2 separate regions of the Astyanax mexicanus genome follow, and region 1 is linked to region 2. The links are chromatin contacts, called in public Hi-C maps. All regions are on one chromosome and are shown on one strand. The core of a region is the stretch at or near the end of the contact, and the rest is flanking DNA. Distances in the headings are between cores, read along the strand shown.

Region 1 (4,333 bases), core at 621-3,120, 140 kb after region 2:
CCCAAATTGCTGCAAAACTTAGTATGCAGTCAGGTCTCAGGCACATACTAATTTTCACTTCTTTATTATTAGGTTGTAATCCAATCCAATACCTGGCTTGGCTAATCAGTACATATGCAAAATTTTGTTACCCCTGGGCAAAATATTGGTTACTGAAGCTAAAAGAGTAAATGACCTCATTTTCAAAAGGCAGAAAGATAAATCTGAAACATTAATTTGTCTTCAAGGTTACATTTTAGTTAAAATTTAAAAAAAAATGAGTTATTTTTTGTTTTTACTTTAAATTGTACATAGTAGACAAATTTTGATTAAAATAATCTTTAAATTTTGTCAACTTTTTGCTTTCACCTTACAGTTCTTCTGCTTTTGTTTTCTCAGCATATCTCATATCTATTTCTTTTCTGGTTTTAACCATTTTTCCTTAATTTACATCTGGCAGCTTTTTTTTTTATATATATTTATATACTTATAGAATTTTTCCAAAATGACAAATCCTATATAAAACCTCTGTACATTGACAGTTACGATTTTTTTTTTTTCATTTTACTGTAAAGCTGCCTTTATTAAAGATGCTTTTTTGCATGACAACACCTATTTACTGTTAACTTTCCGATGAATAATACGTTATATTTAAAATGAAGATATATTCGATTATGCTTTAACTAGATTTACGTGAATGCTTATACTGACACCCTGTGCCTCATACAGGAACTGCTATGGGTGCTTAAAATAATAATAATAATAATAATAATAATAATAATAATAATAATAATAATAATAATAATAATAATAATAATAATAATAATAATATTTTTGTTTTATATTTTGTTATTTAAAATAGTTAAAATGGATCAACGCGGATGGTGAATATTTATATTTTATGCCCGAGGAGAGACTACCAGCTACACATGGTCTATTACATAAAGAAACTTCAACGGAGTAAACAATAAGAGTATTTCCAGAAGCTTCTCTCAGTGTTCAGTCCTAAGGAGCAGCACGGATTCCTCAGACTGACTAGAGACATCCCCGTCAGCCCAGTTGTTTTTCAGGCAGCTGGAAATAGCTCATCCACTAATTTTGAAAAAATGTAAGCATCATCTGTCCGACTAATAAACATGTGGGAGGGGCAGGTTTCGGCCCAGTGCGTTTTTTTTGTGAAAACGAATGTAGTACACGATTGAATATATATTCAATCTATATTCAATATATATAAGTGCATGCATATAATAGTGTACCCAAGACAGAAATAATAATATTGCTAGAATGATAATATAGTTACACAAATATTTAATATTTTAAAAAAGAATATACACACACGCTTTAACAGATTTAATAGAGTGTAGTTTGTTTGTTGTTGTTTCGAAGATGAATTTATAGTTTAATATAATGTTCCATCTGTTTTACAAAGGCAACAAAACTATTTCACCTGAAATGATATTTTATCTAAAAAAAAAACTTGACAAGTATGTTTATATTTATATTATTCACTAAAATGCTAAAAATCTACTAATTAATATATGCTCCCAAAATAAAAAAAAAACACTACTTTACCAGTTCTATGAGTGATATAATGAACCTGCCAAAATTGTTTAACACTTTAACAATGCCAAATTACTAACTATTAAGCTGGATATATTTGATGTATTCATTTATATGGCACATCTTAAATTTTATTAGTAATCAGATATATTTAAGAAACCACATGAGGCAGAGTAACAACACTATTTTAGAACAACCCAGTTGCGGTACACGCATTGGTCCCACGGCCTCGTGATCGATAGCGCGTTCAGCCAATCAGATTCATGCATGGGGGCTGACGTCTGTCCAAGACGTCCCCGGTTATATTTAGGGCCTATTTAAGCTCGGCTACACTCAGCGTCCCGCTGCTTACAATGGTGCTTGTCAAAAGCCGGTTACAACACTGTGCTGACTTTTCGCTTTGCTTCGTTTGGTTAGGCTGCACCGACAAGCCTGCAGTGATTTAAAGGGGGTTGTCTGTAAAAGCTCTGAAAAGCTATTTTTAAAAGTTAGTATGAACCGATGACGCCCTGTCGAGCTGCATTGTTCTGCATCGCCTGTTATTGAAGGGATATCGATCTGGTCACAGTGTGCCCTTAAGGCAGCAGCAGCGTGCAGAATGAAAGATGCAAGCTGAGGCTTGGAATTAGTAGTAGTAGCAGGTCGAGAGGGCTGCGCAGCTCATGTACACGTTTTAGGCTTGTCGTCCAGCCTTTAGGAAGTACCGAAACGAGCCAGGAAAGCCCGCCCGTGCTGTGGTGCACTGCTCCCTGGGTAAGTGATCTTAGCGCTGGGCTGCGCTCAGCCACACCGTATCCGCCCATATTTTGTGTGTGAAGCTCAGTCGAGAGCAGGGAGCGAGCGAGCGAGCGAACAGGCCGAGGAATAAAACACCACAGTCCCCGCTGCGGAAAATAGGCTCGGGTAGGCGGTTAGTGAGCTAGTCAGCTTCACAGGCGCAGCATCGAGATAAACTAGCTAGCTAGTTAACTACCTAACCTCGAAGCAATGACCGGCTCGGGTCTGAGGAGCGGACTGTAGGCTGTGGGCTCGAACGCTGGGCTAATATTATTCGTGGACGCGGAACTCGGCTAAGCTAAAACACTGAAGGTAGGTACTAGCTACAGAAACGCTAAACAAAAAACAGTAACGGCTAATTACAGTGTGCACGACCGAACTCGAGCCTGTTGTGTTTAGTGCTGTAAATGCTAACTCTCAAGCTATTGTTTTTGGTAAACTAGCTAAGCTAGCTCAGCTGTTGAGGCTGTAGGTTAGCTTAGCCACCTAGCTAGTTAACTAGCCAAGCTGGCTAGCTGGTTAGCTTAGCTACCGTCCATAGCTACCCGAGAACGCCCCAGTCAGTCAGTCAGGCCCTGTTTGACCAGTGTACCGTTTATCGGGCCTATTTTCGGACAGTTTGAGGCTAAATTCTTAAATAAAAAAATATAAGTGAATTGGCAGTACGTCAAGTTTTTTCTATTTCTGTATCATCTTAAAAAATGCATTTTCACCTTGTTGGCTTTTAAATTGAAAATGGTGTAATCCAAACTGATTGTTACAATATGCAGATTGTGAGAAGCAAAAAAAAAAAGCTTTACTATACTAAATGAATAAAATGAAATAATGAGGTTTTACTCTCAATTTCAGATTTCAAATTAAGCCTCGAATAGTCAAAAAATGGATACACTTATAAACTCTTAGTTAAACGTAACACACAAACCTTATTTCTTAATAGATCCTCTAAGTTATTCCTAACAAAGTCAAAGATATGCACTTTTTTACTTAAGTTTTACCTTTGTCATATTTTCCCTTTCTGTTTAGTGGAGCTAAAAGGTTTATACGTTTATTTGTTACATTTGATTTAACAGAGTTTTGGAATGAGGGAAAGATTATGCTTATTAGTTTCTCAGCCTTTAAAAATTGTGTTCCTAATAATAATTCAGTGTTTTCCTTTTGTCTCAAATCTAATTGGAGACAGTCGAATGATTCTTTAGAACTCTTGGTGATTTTAGGAAAGTTCTTCATTCACAAATGTTGCGCGATTAAACGTAAAGGCCCAGATTAAAGCTGTAGTTACTTTCAATGTTCTGAGATTGTATCTGCCAGAGACTTAATTTAACTTTATTTATTAATGAATTGATTTTTCTGTTTTTCCATTGCTGTTTGTGTTCTTTTACTGCGTCTAATGCTTTAGAATGGACTTAACGTGATATCCGTATGCCTTTCTTGAAAACAAAATTTGTTCTTGCTTTAGGAACATTGCCATGCATCTGTATGATGGATGATGGTGAAACAACCAAAAGCTTCTGACTAGCTAGATAAAGAACCCTTAACATACCCCTTGTTTTCTTTTTCTTTGTTTTTGACAGTTGTTTTCTATTGTCTTCTGAAAGTGGCCACAAAAGTGGTTGGTGGTGTGTTGGGTTTATGTTCTTCTCTGGTTAGCCATCTTTGTTTGTAGGACTTTGCTGGTTTTTAAGTGTTGCTTAAAATCGTAGCCATTGTCATTCAAGAGTTAAAAACGAAGGCCTGGTCTCCAAATGATGACCTGTGTGCATTGTAGTCTGATCACAACAGACACTGTCTATTTCCCATAATCTTGTGTGGAAGTGTGGAATTATTTAATGGATGATTGACAAACATGATGACTCTCCAGATACAGATAGGATTAGGCCTGTGTTTGAGACAGTTTAAACCAGTCAGTGCTGCTTTCTCTTTTTAAGAGTCCAGTGGAAAATCATATTGATATAGTATTAGTTTTAACCTGTACGTAAAAATATAGAACTTTCGATAAAGGCGTACATTATTCTTAAAC
Region 2 (4,275 bases), core at 1,313-3,812:
CAGATACTGAAATATAATTTATTACAGTCATTTATATTCACAGATATTCTCTCTTTTACTGGGGAAAATGTATATATATATTTTATTTTTAGCTATATTAGAGTCTCTTTGCCTCACTGTAAAATAGAGATGAAAACGAGACATTGTAACCCATGTTTACTGCTTTTCCATTTCTTATTTGTAAGTAAGAGGTTTTATTTTTGTATAATACCACCATGTCGATAATTGTACTATTATATGGTAACAATAAGCTTTGAAAATCAATAAAATATAAGTTGAAAAAAAGAAAGAAAACTAGACACTGAACATGTTCTAGTAAAACCACAAAGTGTTTTGGGTAAATTTGTGTAAATTTAAATAAATTGTGCACATTCAATTTCACTCCAGTTCTCTTTATTGTGAGCTACAATTTATGCCCAGACTAATAGCTAGAATTTAATTATTTATTCTTAAATAGGATTTAACATTAAATTAATTCTTAACTATTGGTTAACCTTAATTCTTTATTTTTTTACAATATGTTGAAAACAGGACAGGTATACACATATATAGAAAAATAAATAGATAAACAGACAAAACAATAAACACTAAAACAATGTTGACTCTACCTCATGAAGACACTGAGATTAAAATACCAAGAGTGTACAGATCTGTCCTCAAAGCTAAATGTGGTACTTAGAAAAATGTAAAGTATTAAACATATTCTGGTTTGTTTGACACTTTCCAATTTCACATGTTTTTGTATAGCTTTATGTCTTCAGTAATAAATTTACAATTTAAAAAAATCATAAAAAGATAGAGAACACATGAATAAGAAGAGGTGTGTCCAAAGAAAAGTGGTAGCTTAGCTGGCTAAATAGCTTTTATCTCACTAGCTGGGTTACACTGTTGTTTATCTTTCTGCCTGTAGTCACAGCAGGTGTTAACAAATGCCAAAAGTAATAGGCAAAAAGCCTTAAGCCCTATAAGAATGAGATTACTTTCTCAGGGGGACGTCACACTTCTACTCAGTGATAAAACTCCTGCACCTGGACTGCAATTAAACAACAGGAGGATCAGCGAGTTTTTAGGCTTTCTCGGATGACACTGCGTTAAGTAGCTCCTCCATTTCCACTGGCTGTTGTGTTTATGCGGAGCTCATTGGAAACATGTGCCCTAAGTGTAATTACGGTGCTCAGCAGTGGACAAATAGCTATTTTATTACATTCACACTGTAATTTTCTCAAAGGGGGTCTGAGAAAAACATGTAAATGGTCAGTCAGGATGGGAATAAAATCACAGATGACCCCCCCATAAAGGAGAAAATTACCCCAGAACCCCCTGAGAAACAAATTCTGTGCGGATAGAGCTTTTTTGTTTCTGTATTTGTTTTGTAGAAGAAAATAATCGACCCCGGCAGGACTCGAACCTGCAATCTTCTGATCCGAAGTCAGACGCCTTATCCATTAGGCCACGAGGCCGCTGAAAAGGCGGGAAAATACCCCGCACTTAACTGATAGGCCCGACGTCCCTGACTTTCACAGGCGCTCTGTTTAAGTAACTATAACATTATTAATACAGTGTTTGGTGCTGAAGCCGCTTTAAAACAATATATATTTTTTTTAACGGAGGTTAACCTAAACGTTTATTCAGCTCTGTCCCGCTGCTGCAGTACTATCCAGACATTCTGCTCATTTACAGGCTCTGGTTTAAATCTGCTAAATATAAGTTGCGATAAGCAGCACTCTAAACACTACAGTTAGCTATTTAGCTAGATAGCGATTATTTAACACGGTATTTAGCTTGTTTAAAAACACGTGATGAATAAATAACCGATAAATAAGAGCTTATCAAACCGCCTCCTCCACCCTCGGCCACGCAGGGTCGCTGTGGAGAAAACAGGCTGGTTTTATGAGAGGTCACAGTGTTTAAGAAGCTAAACCAGAGCTGTTTATATAGAGAGACTGACCACTCTCTTCACCCCTCGCTATATCACAAAATTACTGCAAACCGCTAGAGGGAGCCAGCGAGTGAACCCTCAATGAATAGGGTTCAATGGAGCTAAAAGGCTAAAAACTCAAAAGTAAAACAGTAACTAACTATTTTTCTAAGATAATCCTTTAATTTCGAAAAGTAGAATAAAGTTTTTTGTTAACGAAACAAAGATAATTTTCCTTGTATGTTTATATTTTTCTACAGCAAAAGGTTTTAGGCAGTAAAGGCGCTAGCATTGCTGATACTGAGCGCTGACCGATTGGTGAACAGATGCTCAAGATACAAATAGACCTTGTTTGAAAGGCTTATAAGTGACGTTTAAAAGCTTTAAATAATCTGTGTTTGCTACTGAAACATTTTTTATTGTTCTGTTTTCAGAAAACGAGAACATTATTTAGTATAAAAACTATAAAATATTTATAAACTCTGATTTTGCACCAATGCTTTATATGAACCCATTCATTTTGGGCTTACTCGGGAGCGCCCTCTGGTGGACCGAAAAAACCGAAATGTGTCCTCAAGTGGGAATTCTCCTCTGTAGAAATTCTCTGGCTCAACTAGAGCTGGTTCACGGAGAGACTGACCACAAGAAAAATACTGCGATCCGCTAAAGGGAGCCCGCGAGTGAACAGGGTTAAATTAAACTAAACAGGTACTGACCCCCTAAGACAGCAAAACATAAATAAATAAATGCTTGGCCACGACTTATTAAGGCGTGGGAATGAGATCTTAAGGCGTGGCCAGAGAATAATAAAGCTTGCTTTTCTGTAAATTAATGCCAATGAAGAAACTGAATATTACATCAATTACCTCCAAAACAAGGTTTATCTTTCGTTAAAAAAAAAAAAAAAGCAGAGTAAACTGGTTTATTTTTATTTTTATCTTGGCACGAATTATGTTGATATTTTGGAGTAAGACATGGCTCAGATGTAAACAGTATGCAGACCCGTTTACCTACCGTAAGCAGATATATTGTGCACAACCCCAAGAGCTGCTTGCTTTGTTACCTGTGAAAGAGAGGGGGTTTCTGCTGTGAAACAAAAGGATCTTGTGGCCACGCCTTAATGGCTACCATTAGATTAACTCATTCCCATGCCTTAATAAGTCGCGGCCACAGCTGGAAGGATATCTTGTTCCCACGCATTAGAATCTCGTTTCCATGCCTTAAAGCTGATGTCTCTAAGTTTTGGGATTTAGGGTTCTCTCTGGCAAGAATGGGTAATTGCACAGAGCATGTGGAATAATCATTTTAAACTGGGCGGGTGTGATGTGGTCTTCTTTCAGAGTGGATGAATCCGACTCTGAAGGTTATGTTTAGTCAGAGAGAGAGAGAGAGAGAGAGCACACTCAGTCAGAAACTTCACTTTAACTACACACTTTGTTTTTATTATGAGTGAATGAGCTACTGAGCTCTGAGTTTCCCCTTCTGAAGCCTCCATTGCTCCACTAGCCGCTCGCATGAAGTAAAACTTTTTAGAGGCTGTACATGTGACGTAAATACGTAAAGACACACAATGTGGCCAGATGAACTCCTGCAAAAAGCGTCCCGAAACCCCAGTTTTAAGATGAATATATTATATACACTTAGCAGGGATCATCGTTCCAGCACACATGGTACCATTAAACACAACATTTTGTCCTTTCTCCACTCAAAAATACTTCTGCTTTTTTTAGTTTAGAAACAAAATAATACGAACTGCCACTTTAATTATATCATTCCTACACATTAATAAGTCGTGGTCAAGCATTATTATTTTTTTAACATGATGTCACCTTAGGCCTCCATAAAACAGCTACAAACTCAAATGTAAAATAGTAACATAAACTAATTTTCTAGAATAATCCTTTAATTTTAGAAACTACAATAAAGTATTTCACTAAAAAAATAAAGAGCACACGCATGTTCTATTTTTTCTACACAACGATTTTTAGACACCATACTGATACTGAGCACTGACTGGGTTAATAATTATGATTCCACTACTGAAACTTTTGATATTGTTCTGTGTTCATAGAAATGAGTACATTATTCAGTATTATTAAAATAAAATATTTATAAACTCTGATTTACCCCAGTGCTCCATATGAACCAAGTGTTTTTGGACTCCCTCTGGAGCGCCCTCTGGTGGCCCGATAAAACAGTAAGAGTTTCTGAAGTGGGAATTCTCCTGTATGGAGTTTCTCTGGTACAGCAGATAAACACGGCTCTGGGGTCAGCCCGCTGTCTGTCAGCATGGCTGTATTATTCTCACTAGTGATTCACACACGCGCAGGGTAGAGTTTATCACTCTCCAAAAAACA

Evidence for each region. A called contact is a pair of places that touch in the nucleus more often than the background predicts.
Region 1: a contact with region 2 is called in a Hi-C map of muscle, with 5 times the contacts expected there. The contact joins the promoter of kras here to the promoter of polg in region 2. A contact is called at or near these places in 2 of 3 Hi-C or Micro-C datasets (both in muscle).

Annotation. Positions count from the first base shown.
Region 1 is chr2:62,226,567-62,230,899 of AstMex3_surface, forward strand. It overlaps kras (v-Ki-ras2 Kirsten rat sarcoma viral oncogene homolog), which reads left to right and starts at 1,871. Exons shown (of 5, transcript XM_007228120.3): 1 at 1,871-2,292.
Region 2 is chr2:62,082,873-62,087,147 of AstMex3_surface, forward strand. polg (polymerase (DNA directed), gamma) reads left to right here and starts at 2,563. Exons shown (of 23, transcript XM_022672152.2): 1 at 2,563-2,626. trnar-ucg (transfer RNA arginine (anticodon UCG)) reads right to left here and starts at 1,460; the gene lies at 1,388-1,460.